4 separate regions of the Gossypium hirsutum genome follow, and regions 1, 2 and 3 are each linked to region 4. The links are chromatin contacts, called in public Hi-C maps. All regions are on one chromosome and are shown on one strand. The core of a region is the stretch at or near the end of the contact, and the rest is flanking DNA. Distances in the headings are between cores, read along the strand shown. Region 1 holds the start of LOC107926503. Region 2 holds the start of LOC107926893 (U1 small nuclear ribonucleoprotein A). Region 3 holds the start of LOC107928822. Region 4 holds the start of LOC107927789 (phytochrome A-associated F-box protein).

Region 1 (2,700 bases), core at 154-2,653, 420 kb before region 4:
GAAGGATTTCTCATCAAGTTAATAGATTATTTGGAGGTTTCTCTGTACAGTAGCGTCTTATACACCAAAAGCAGCAACATTGTTACTATGTGCCCAAAAAATTAGATATTAGCTCAGTCGACTGAATTGTAATGCAAGAAAGATACCTAATAAAATAGGGTTTCTAAGATATTAGCTAATCTTTTACCATGTGTTCCCATTACCAAAGCCTCTACTCTGCATCAAACTTTTTGCCTGCTTTACGTACTTGTAATGGAGAATGCTCTTCAACAGGCTGAGCAGCCCTATAACAAATACAACACTCACTATTTGCATAATTCCTTTCAAGTCCATTTCCAATTAACTAAGCAATAAAGTAGCACAGCAAGTATTTTTGACGAGTAACATAGATTAAGGAAATGCAAATATTTTCTAACCTAAAAAAAAAAACAAAACAATAACTGTAATAAGAAACTCGATTAAGGAAACTTTACCATAATCGTTCAAGAATTTCTTGTGGCGATTGTAGGCGTTGAGGCTGCGAATGTGAGCTTGGTATTGTCTTAATGCCTCCAAACTCCAGCAGCACCGCTATATACTCTCCTAAAAAAACAAACAGCTCCTTCACCTCTCTTCATCTTCAACCTTTTTCATTTCTATGGATGCTCATTTTCATCGTCTCACTTCAGGTAACCATTCTCTTTATGGCTCGCGTCGTCCCTTTCTACAATCGTCTAACCCATTTCCCGAACCCAGTAATTTTTTTTTCTTTTTCTTCTTCTTCTTTTTCTCCTCCTCCTCTTTCTTTTTCTTTTTCTTTTTCTCTAGCCCTAAAATGGTGCTAAGAGGGCTGTTAAAGTGAGTCACCGGCCAACTGGACAATTTTTTTACAGCAATGACGTCATCACCTGCCACGTCACTTTGCCGTGACGTCTGTGACGGAAAATGGCAAAAAGAACTGTTTTGTAACTTTTCGAAAGTTGAGTGATTAAAATGAAACCTAAGCGACCGTTTTGTCAATTACCCCAAAGTTGGGTGACTATTGGTATAATTTACCCAAAATATTTTTTGCCTCATCATTTTAAAAAGTGATAGCATTAATATTTTTTCTTATTTTCTAATGTCATTTATTAATATGAAATAAAACTTATCAAACAAGTTTTTATATATAAAGTCTATTTTTCTTTATTTTTTTAAACAATGTAGAATATGATATATGAATATATATAGATTCATAATTCATTTGCAGCTTGTTTCTAAACAATATGGGAAATAAGATTTTGAGTCTATATAAATATCTGTTTTGTAACTTTTATTTCTACAGTAATCAGTAGCAATAAGAAATAAGAAAAAAAATATTAGTGCTATCATTTTTAGTACTGATATGACAAAAAACGCTTTTAGCTAGTAGTTTTTTTCTATCAATACGCTGAAAATATGTTTAACTGGAAGTGTTTTTCCTGCATTTTCAGCTGGACCTGTCTTCGTAAAATCGGCCTATTTTCATAATTTTTCCAAAAATCAACTTCTTGATGTAAATTTTTTTATAAAAAAAAAAGGAATTTATGGGTATTTAAGTCAAAAGAAAATGTCTTTGTCGCCCACCTCGCGACTCGACCGGACTCAATTTATGGTGCACTCAGCAGCAGCCACATCTGACCTTTTCACTCCCAAATTTCCCTTATCCCCATTACAACAGAGATCTCCGCTCAATCGAATCCTGAAAACCAAAGATTTTTTCCATGCCTTGTCCAAGCAGAATCCTCCACTTCCTCATCCTAATCTCCCTCCCGGCTTCTTCATTCGCTGTAGCCGATGACGACAATCTATCCGCGTACCAAGCTCTTCAACAGTACGACTTCCCAGTAGGCATCCTTCCCAATGGCGTGGTTGGGTATGAATTGAACAGGGAAACGGGCGAGTTTTCAGCTTATTTGAGTGGAACCTGCAAGTTTGACATTGACTCATACCAACTCAGTTACGAATCCACCATAAAAGGAGTGATCTCCCCAGGCAGGATAACAAATTTGAAGGGAGTGAGCGTTAAGATTCTCTTCTTCTGGCTTAACATCGTTGAAGTGATACATAATGGGGACCAGATGGAGTTCTCCGTTGGGATTGCGTCGGCTAACTTCCCTATTGACAACTTTTATGAATCTCCTCAGTGTGGGTGCGGATTCAACTGCAATGGATTGAATGCTTTAGCATCTTCTATTTAGGTAAGTTGTGATATAACTAATAGATGATTTATAATTGGTACTTGTTTAGGCACTGTTCGGGTATGTTTACTGGAAATCTTTAGGGTATTTAACTTGGGCAGTTGGAATATGAATGCTTTCTATGATTTAAATCCTAGAAATTATTATTGGCATCAATCCTGTGACTTGTCTCTCTCTCCACTTTTATTTTTTAACTCTACTCTGTGCGTTCATTGGTTGGCATCTTTAAACTTACTCGGGTTCGTCCAAATAAAATAGTAAGTGCTTCTACACCGAGGAAAAATCTTCCCATGTTTTACCCAACAAATTGAGGGGATAAGGGCTCTAGGAAATATAGTCATTGAGAATTGATAGTTTCTCTCCTCAAGTTATAGCTCAAGGGGCCATGAACATCTTTTAGCTACAGGAATATCCTAGTCTTTGGTTTATAACTTTTTAATTCCACCAACAACAGTCGGGATTCATCGACAATTTATAACAGAAGTTGTTGAACAATCGAACT
Region 2 (2,893 bases), core at 1-2,500, 310 kb before region 4:
TCTGTAAATAATTTAGGAAATAAGCCTTTATTGGTACTAAACACACTTATTAAAGTTTCAAATAAAAATTAAAAATTATCTCAGTTCAAATGGTAAATGAAAAAGTTTTATATGTATAGTGTCCATAGTTCAAATATCATTATGGATAATTTTTTATTGATTTATATAAAAAGACAAAAATACTCTCACAATCATATAATTTACTTTGGAAATAAGATAATTTTTTTAAATAATTCTCTAACTAAATTAAATTTTATTAATGAATAACACCAACTCAATAAAAAAAAATCATAGTGTTGCCAGCTACTCCACTTTGCCTTACCCAAATTTAATCCATTTTTATCAAAATCTCAAAACACTTGAATAGAGATTGCAATTGAATGACGTATTGATAATTGTCTTATCCACTTTAGTCCACTATTCTTACATGAATATCCAAATTTATCTTTATTTTTATTGATATCCACTACCTCTATAATCCTTTTACCATATTTAATTTTGTTTTGTAGTATTAATATATCAAATTAATTATTTTTCACATTGTTATATCATATTATAAGTTAAGCATGATCCAATATTTATTAGACCAAGGCATTCAACTTATTTAGCAGCTAATCAGAGAACACTTGACCTAACAACCACCTATCAATATTTGGTAATCTTGCCTAGAAGTATCCCCAACAATCAAGATTTTAGGGCCAACAAACTTACATATATAAACACGAGTTTGATTACGAAACTTCTCACCTTTTATCTTATTTCTAAATTTATATTTTATTGATATCAAATAGAATAATTACTTGTTAAAACATCAAAGTTAATTAGTTACTAATTTGAAAAAAAATATTACTTTACATTAATTACATATAATAAAATTATATTATACGTGACATTTATTTAAAATATTTTAATTATCATTTGAAAATTTTTCATCGTGATATTTGAATCAATAAATTAATGCATTTTAATTATACCCAAAAACGTTATTTTTAACGAATCATTGCAAATAATAGCATACTTTTTTTAAAAAATAATTAAATATTAGAATAAAAAATCATTTAGCTTGAAAGGAAAAAATAAAGCTTTTGATTTGATAATGAATTGATGTAAAATCTATGAAATTACTCAAAAAATTGACTTTCCAGACTTATTCCTACAGAGATTTGTGGATCCTAATTTGGGATGAGACTTGGACATGCTTATTATGTTGGTATCTTAATCTTAGAGATTAGTAGATGATTCTCGTATCTATCATTTTAATGGTTACTGTCAAAGCGAACCCTGCCCAAATACCCAAAGAGCATGGCCATTGGCCCTAATCGAGGAAAAGTGATCCATCTCAGCCCAATCTTATCTCAACCTTTCCGGATCTTCCCTGTCAACTCTTCTGCAACCGATTAGGGCAGTTTGACCCTAAAAAAAAAAAACCCAAGTTAAACCTCCGTTTTGCTCGTCTCACTCATTCATTGCTGCTTGATTGTGGTTAGAGCTTGAGCCAGGGGGAAACATGGCGGAGATTAGTCAGGATGAAGAAATTCCTCCCAATATGACATTATACATTAACAATCTCAACGAGAAGATCAAAATCGACCGTACTTATTTCAATTCTTTATTCAAATTAAAATGGATTTACATTGATTTTTTCTTCTTACTTTTTTTTTCCTTGAATGATGTTTGCAGAGTTGAAGAAATCGTTGCACGCTGTCTTTTCACAATTTGGGAAGATATTGGATGTGTTAGCATTTAAAACTCTGAAACATAAAGGTCAAGCTTGGGTTATTTTCGAGGATGTTACCTCCGCTACCAATGCTCTTGGGCGAATGCAGGGCTTTCCTTTTTACGACAAGGAAATGGTATACGCAGTATTTTTTTTTTCGAATTTTTTCTACCTCTGCATATTCGACAATTTTGTTTCTTCTGGGTTTTCAATTGATTTCTTTGTTCAGATTCTTCTTTTATATTTGACTATATTGGTTTGTTAGCCTTTTGTTGTTAGTGGAAAATGCATCAAATGACTGGGTTTCTTTTACTATGTCGAAAGTAAAAAAAAAATAAAAAATCAGAAGTATATGAAGTATTTATGGACACCAAAGTGGATTTTCTTTGTATTCCGGTGATTCATGTTAACTGTGTTCTCTGCTTCCATAAAGCATTAAAACCTTTGCTACTGTGAATAATGTATGTAACGTGCAATTATTTGCAGAGAATACAATATGCAAAGACTAAATCTGACATAATAGCAAAAGCAGATGGCTCTTTTGTCCCCCGAGAGAAGCGAAAGAGGCATGACGAAAAGGGTACTTTCCACTTTTTCTTTCACCTTTGGTTAGAAACGCTAACAATTGAGCAAGTAATATCGGTGTTGTTGCATGCCATTGTCTATGTATGTGCATGCAATTAGTATTGCTACAAATGTTGTTAATAATAGATTCTTTACTTCTACTTGGATTTATAGCCTTGAGTTTTTTAGACCTGCCTTCTAATTTTGCATGGCTTACTATTGAGATGTTGCTGATCAATTTGACATGCCCATTTAGATGCATTATAAATTGCCTTAATGTCAAAATAAATCTCCCTCCTTCAGCTCCTTCCTCTTCTGACTTTTATTTTCTTTTGCCCCACCAATTAAGTCATTAGTTTTGCCGGCATTGTTACCTTTGGTGCACATTAAGGTGTTGATGGGGAAGTAAAACTCAGCACTGAAATGTACTGTTTTTTCAGATTAAGCCTGTTTATAACCCCTATTTCTTTAACTTGTTGATAGCTCTGATCTGTGACATACAGTTTTAACTTTTTGTGTAGTGCTCTTTCTTTCACTTCTGTAGAGATTTGTATCTTGTCTAAATGTAGGAGGGAAAAAACGGAAAGAACAACTTGATCCTAATCAAGCTGC
Region 3 (2,766 bases), core at 219-2,718, 310 kb after region 4:
AAACAAATTTAATAAATTTAGTTCTCAATGTTTACAAAATTTTTCATTTTAGTTCAAATTCTAAAAATATCAATCAATTTGGCCTTCAACATTTATACAATTTTTTTAAAAAAATTATAAATACAATATTAGGTCCAAATCAATGAAAAAGATAATACAAAATTGGTTCACCAATTAAACCAACAAGGGAGTTGAATAAATTTGGAAAAAGATCCAAAAAAGAAAATTTTGCAAAAAGTGTGTCATTCATTCAAAATTTAAAGATTTGAGTATTACCTATCATGATCAAAAGTGAGCACAAGCTTGGGTAAATTGCCTTCCCTTTGTGTTACTTTGACCCCAAAGCAACTGCAACAACCATGCTTGAGTATTTGCAGAAGAACATGAAGCAATTGGATTCTAAGTTTTGTGAGCTATCTTAATACAAGGGTTAAAACTGCACATTGCTAACTTAAAATTCTTTAAAAATTAAAATTTGTTATTTTGTAAATACTGAGAGTTAGATTTATTGAATTTTTTAGAATTTGAACTAAAATAACAAATTTTGTAAATATTAGGGCTAAATTTATTAATTTTTTTATATTTAGGATCAAATTGATATAATATGTAAATATTAGAATATTAAATTTATTATTAGACCAACAAAAAAAGCTCACGTCAACACTTCTCTCACTTCTCAAACTGCGATTAACGTTCAATAACTAAAATATTTGATTTTTTGTATTTTAGTGACCAAAATAAAACAAAGGTAATACTTTAGTGACTATTTCTATACTTTATTCTTCTTTAGAGTGAATTTGGATGATCAGTGCATTTATCTGCGATTAGTATAAAAATAGTAGTGATAGTGAGATTAGAAACTATAGCGTGAAATAAAAAGTAAATTAAACGCATGACACATCTTAATTTTCTTTAATTAAAAGAAAATCAAATACAGTATGAAAAATGACACATTTTTCCTAACTTTATTTGTCAAACCTTTTTTACCGATATCTGTCAAGTGTTTAAATTCCACGAAATGAATGAATTAGTTTTTTTTTTTTAAAGGCAATAAATGTAAATGTGAACACTTTTAACACTGACAGCTAGGGAGGCCACTTCAAGCCAGCATTGCCATACACTCGTAACCAAACAACCCACTTCACATCTTCCTAAGAAATTAGAAATCATAACGTCCCCCTTTATTTAAAAATATTCATAACGTCCTAACATAAAATTCTAATATTTAACATTATTATTATACAATTTTAATAATAATAATAAATATTTATTATTTTATAAAAATATTTTTTAATTGATAAAAATTATATTTAGGTTTTTTCTTTAAAAAATCATTATAACAATTTAATTAGTACATGAATTTTATTTTATAAAAGTATGAATTATGAGTTTAATTATATAAATAATAGGTTATTAGTGTTGAGAGACATTAATAAAAAAAAAGATAAATAAATAATAGGTTAAATTGCAGAGGGAAACTTAATAACTGATCTTTGCGCAATTCTTCACTTTCTGTTTTTTTTTTCCTTTTATTCCCTCTTCTCTTCTCTTCTCTGTTTCTGATTCTCTCTCTCTCCTATTTGTTTTATTGTTTGGCAACGCAAGACCCGAACCAGAAGGTGGTTAATTTTTGCAAATTAGAGAAAACCCAGAGAGGAAAAACCTCCTCCAAACCCTTCCTTTTCTCCATCGTTTGACATTGATATGGTCGAGACGCGACGGAGCTCTTCCTCTTCCAAACGCCCCCTTTCCTCTCCCCCTCCCACTTCTTCTAAACGATCCAAGGTCTTTTCTTTCTTATTCCTTATGGTTTTTACTTTGCATGTCTGTCCTGATACGTTCTCTTTAGATTTGAATTCCAGACTGATAGGCTTTTCTTTTTTTCTTTTTTTTTTCTTTCCCTTTAGGCATCTGAGCCGGCTTTGTCGTCCAACAATGGAGCTGCGGTTTCTGGACCGGTTAACGAAACCTTAGGTCCACCTAAGGAATCCGGGTCGGACTCACGGGTAATGGAGCTCCGATCCTCTGATCTACGGGTGTCCGATGCGGCTAAGGCCGTTGATGCGTCTCCCATCGATAAGCCTGCCGTTGCTGATCTGGAGAACGGTACTTTGGTGGCTCCGCGGTCCTCAGGTGCCATCCAAATTGATCTTCCATTTTGTTTTGTGAGGTTCTATTTTTTATTTTTTATTTTTATTTTTTGGGTTTTGATGTGGGGGATTATTTTGGTTAATTAGGTGAAGCTGCTGTAAATGCGGATAAAGTGGAGACGGTTGCTGCAGGGCTTACTGGTCGGGCTAAGAACAGGCCAATTAAGCCTGCTAAGTTAGGTTCTAAATTCCCGTGGGGAAAGCTTCTTTCCCAGCATTCTCAAGTATGTTTTCTGAAATGACATTCTTTTTAATTATGGGCTGGTTTTTGGTTCCTGGTCCCTTTGTTTAATCGTGTTCAGTTAGAACTGCCTATTGGAATCCTTGTTCTTTTAGCCAATAAATGAAGTGAAGAAAATGTGTTTTGTCCATGAACTATTTATGGCAAAAACGGATTTTAAAACTTTGTGCAGTTGAATTTTATGGAACAAGGAAATATTACTGTATAATTTGCTGGTAAAATGATGATTTGGTTCCAATCATTGAGTGGAATCTTGGAGTTCATCATGATTTAAATCCTAACTTAAGAGAGTCAATTTGGTAGGAAAATTACTTTTAGGCTGCCTCAGAGAGTCAGCTTTCTGTTGTAGTGAGGTCTAACCTCAGTAGTCATGGG
Region 4 (2,922 bases), core at 200-2,699:
AGGAAGAGCAACGAAAAATAAGAGCTGCCGCACGAAAAGAAAAGGATGGCGGAGATGGTGTTCACCATCATGCATGATGATAATTTGTGATCATTCAAATTTCCAAGAAAAATAATGCATGGAGATTGTTGTATTTTTGTTGGATCTTTCCTATATTTCCTGTTCCTTGGAATGGAGACTGTTGTTTTGAGCCCGTGCAACAGAGGCAATGGTTAATCTTTCATCACTAGACCTGGATGTGACAGCAATATTTGCGACTTTAATTTTCAAATTCTGAGAATTTTATTTTAGTTCAGCTGGAGCATTATTGTTTAAATCGAATTAAACTGATTGGATCAGAACTGATTGGATCAGAAATTGATTGGGATACTAATTTGGAGAGAGAGATTAAACTGATTAATTTGTAAACCGGTATGAATCGATTGAATCAGCTTCAGAATTAGTTCTTTTAAAAAAAATTTCTTTTATGAATTTTTAATAATAATTTATTTAATTGAATTGATTGAACGGTAACCTATCCTGTTTTTACTATGAGCACATATCCTTGTGTGACATGGATGTCCTCCTTAGAAGCAAGCGTGGTAAAAAAAGAAAAACAGATCATATTTCTATGAGTTCATGATGATTATTCATTTTTTATATTGATTGCTTATTTATAAGGTGAGTGGAAGATTAAGGAAAAAAAGAGAGCTTATTTTAAGTTACTTTCCTCAGTTTTAAACAAAATTTTCAGAATTGAATCGGTGGTTGAATCGGTCAAGTAATTAGTTTGAGCAGTTTGATTAGTTTATATAATTTAATTACATTAATTATTAAAAAAAATTATAAAAATTAATTAAATATTGACATGTCATCCACGTGTATGTCGCTATGTCAACAAAGTTAACAGAAGCTAAATTTTTCATTCATTTTGGATGATTTGACAAAAAATGTAAATTTAAAAGTTAAAAAGATAAAAAAATTAAATGAAATTCTAAAATGATCTTTTTATATAAAGTTAAGAGGGCCAAAAATAATAATAATTATGCCTAAATTATATTATATCATGCGATAAACAAAGAGATGTAAAATTTTTATTTTGGATCAAATAAAAGAATTTTATTTATTAAATTTTGAAAGTTATAATCTTTGAAATTTTTTATAAATAATTTTTTTTTAATTTTATTTGATTGAGTTTGGATCTATTTTTTTTTTAATTTTATTATTGGCTTCAAGTGTTATTTGTAAAGAAATTAAATTTAATGGTCGTTAAAATTATAATACCTTATTTTAGGGTTTTTAAGTAAACCTAATCCCGATTTATAGGCGGTTATAATCTTAAAACTGATTTGGAGAATTAACTTTTGTATATTAATCTTAAATTTTAATAAGTTGATCATCAATTAGAAATTAGTTAACAGACTACTAGATTTAAATATTCTTTATTTTTAAAGTTGTATAACAGAAAACGATGGACCTTACGGAACACGATGGCAATGATGAAGGCAAACCAGCGAGTAGATCAACAAAGAAAGTTAGAATACGAGAAATCGAGGAAAATCAGGATGTCGCAATGGAAGCTACACAAGAAATTGGAAAATCTCTTTCTTGGAAAGACCGACTGATGGGCAGAGGGCTTTACTCGAATGAGAAAACAACAATCGCAATAGGTTTGGACGAAGATGAGGACTTTGAGTTATTGGAAGAAGACGTGGAACGTTCAACAATCGATGGCATTGCTTCGATTAAATTTTCTGATCGAATCAACCAAATCCTCATTAAACACATGGAATTCACAGTAGTAATTAAACTATTGGGGAGAAATATAGGTTATAATGCACTGCAAAACAAAGGTAAATTCGCTTTGGAAACCCTCTCAACCATTCCGGCTAATGGACGTGGAAAACGGGTATTTTCTAGCAAAATTCAAAAACTCAGAAGATTTTGAGAAGGCGTTGTGCCAAGGGCCTCGGGTTATTTTTGGTCAGTACTTAACAGTATAACCATGGACTATAGACTTCAACCCCATTCAACCGTACCCAAGCACAGTCATAGTTTGGATCTGACTTCCTAGATTACCTGGCCATATGTATAAATGGCAAGTTCTACGAGAAATCGGGGCGACGATCGGAAAAGTCGTAAAGCTTGATTTCAACACCGATAACGGTGTAAGAGGAAGATTTGCGAGGATGGCGGTTTTCGTTAATCTAGACAAACCCTTGATTTCTCATGTTATGATCAATGGTTTTACTCAACGAATCGAGTATGAACAACTCCTAATGGTGTGTTTCCAGTGTGGGCACTATGGACACACAAAAGAAATATGGCCCAAATGAGAGAAGGGATTAGAAGGATTTGGAGAAGGCAGTCCAGGAGATAAACCGAAACAGAGTCTCACCATGAGGGAAAATAAAGACGAGAACTCCAGTCGCGGTGGCTACGGCCGTGGATGCTTGTTGAAAAAAAGGCAAGAAAAACTGGCAAAGTAGGACGGAAGGTTGACGGAGGAAGCACAGCCGGGGCAGAAAGGAACTCAAGATTCCAGGTGTTGGAAACCCTAGATGACGATGGGTCTTCCAAAGCCCATGAAGAGGAAATAGAAAGTGGTACTTTACATATCCAACCAGGCCCTATCGTGTTGGGTCCAGGAAGAAAAGATGGCCCTATGCACAAGGACCAAATCTCGCACCACACTGACGGGTCAAAATTAAGAACCCAAGCTACAGACTCCTCTTAGACCAACAAAAATCCAGGCCAGAAAGGGGATATAATAAACCTACAAGGGCATTTAATTTCTAACAAAAGAGAGACCATTAATGCGGTTTCACGTAACCCAGTCCGGCAGCAAGCACTGAGTTTAGCAACAGTAACAGATGGGGTTAAACAAGATAAAGCTGGCATCGAAAATAAAATCAATTTATTTTCTGAATAAATTGCTGCAGG

The links. Hi-C and Micro-C count contacts between places; a contact is called where the count stands out from the background.
Region 1: a contact with region 4 is called in a Hi-C map of leaf, with 1.6 times the contacts expected there. The contact joins the promoter of LOC107926503 here to the promoter of LOC107927789 in region 4. A contact is called at or near these places in 6 of 34 Hi-C or Micro-C datasets (callus and leaf).
Region 2: a Hi-C map of leaf shows a contact between it and region 4, with 4 times the contacts expected there. The contact joins the promoter of LOC107926893 here to the promoter of LOC107927789 in region 4. A contact is called at or near these places in 6 of 34 Hi-C or Micro-C datasets (hypocotyl and leaf).
Region 3: a Hi-C map of leaf shows a contact between it and region 4, with 2.9 times the contacts expected there. The contact joins the promoter of LOC107928822 here to the promoter of LOC107927789 in region 4. A contact is called at or near these places in 6 of 34 Hi-C or Micro-C datasets (anther, callus and leaf).

The regions. Positions count from the first base shown.
Region 1 is chrA08:17,179,098-17,181,797 of Gossypium_hirsutum_v2.1, reverse strand. LOC107926503 reads left to right here and starts at 1,403. Exons shown (of 1, transcript XM_016857407.2): 1 at 1,403-2,354. The coding sequence starts at 1,722. The coding sequence ends at 2,198. LOC107952908 (a long non-coding RNA gene) reads right to left here and starts at 1,106. Exons shown (of 2, transcript XR_001698985.2): 1 at 474-1,106; 2 at 1-284.
Region 2 is chrA08:17,071,339-17,074,231 of Gossypium_hirsutum_v2.1, reverse strand. LOC107926893 (U1 small nuclear ribonucleoprotein A) reads left to right here and starts at 1,250. Exons shown (of 5, transcript XM_016857870.2): 1 at 1,250-1,592; 2 at 1,681-1,853; 3 at 2,204-2,297; 4 at 2,851-2,893. The coding sequence starts at 1,508.
Region 3 is chrA08:16,454,204-16,456,969 of Gossypium_hirsutum_v2.1, reverse strand. It overlaps LOC107928822, which reads left to right and starts at 1,468. Exons shown (of 27, transcript XM_041074422.1): 1 at 1,468-1,785; 2 at 1,908-2,133; 3 at 2,238-2,374. The coding sequence starts at 1,705.
Region 4 is chrA08:16,760,073-16,762,994 of Gossypium_hirsutum_v2.1, reverse strand. LOC107927789 (phytochrome A-associated F-box protein) reads left to right here and starts at 1,449. Exons shown (of 2, transcript XM_041074767.1): 1 at 1,449-2,922. It overlaps LOC107927694 (NADH dehydrogenase [ubiquinone] iron-sulfur protein 5-B), which reads left to right. Exons shown (of 2, transcript XM_016858832.2): 2 at 1-290. The coding sequence ends at 77.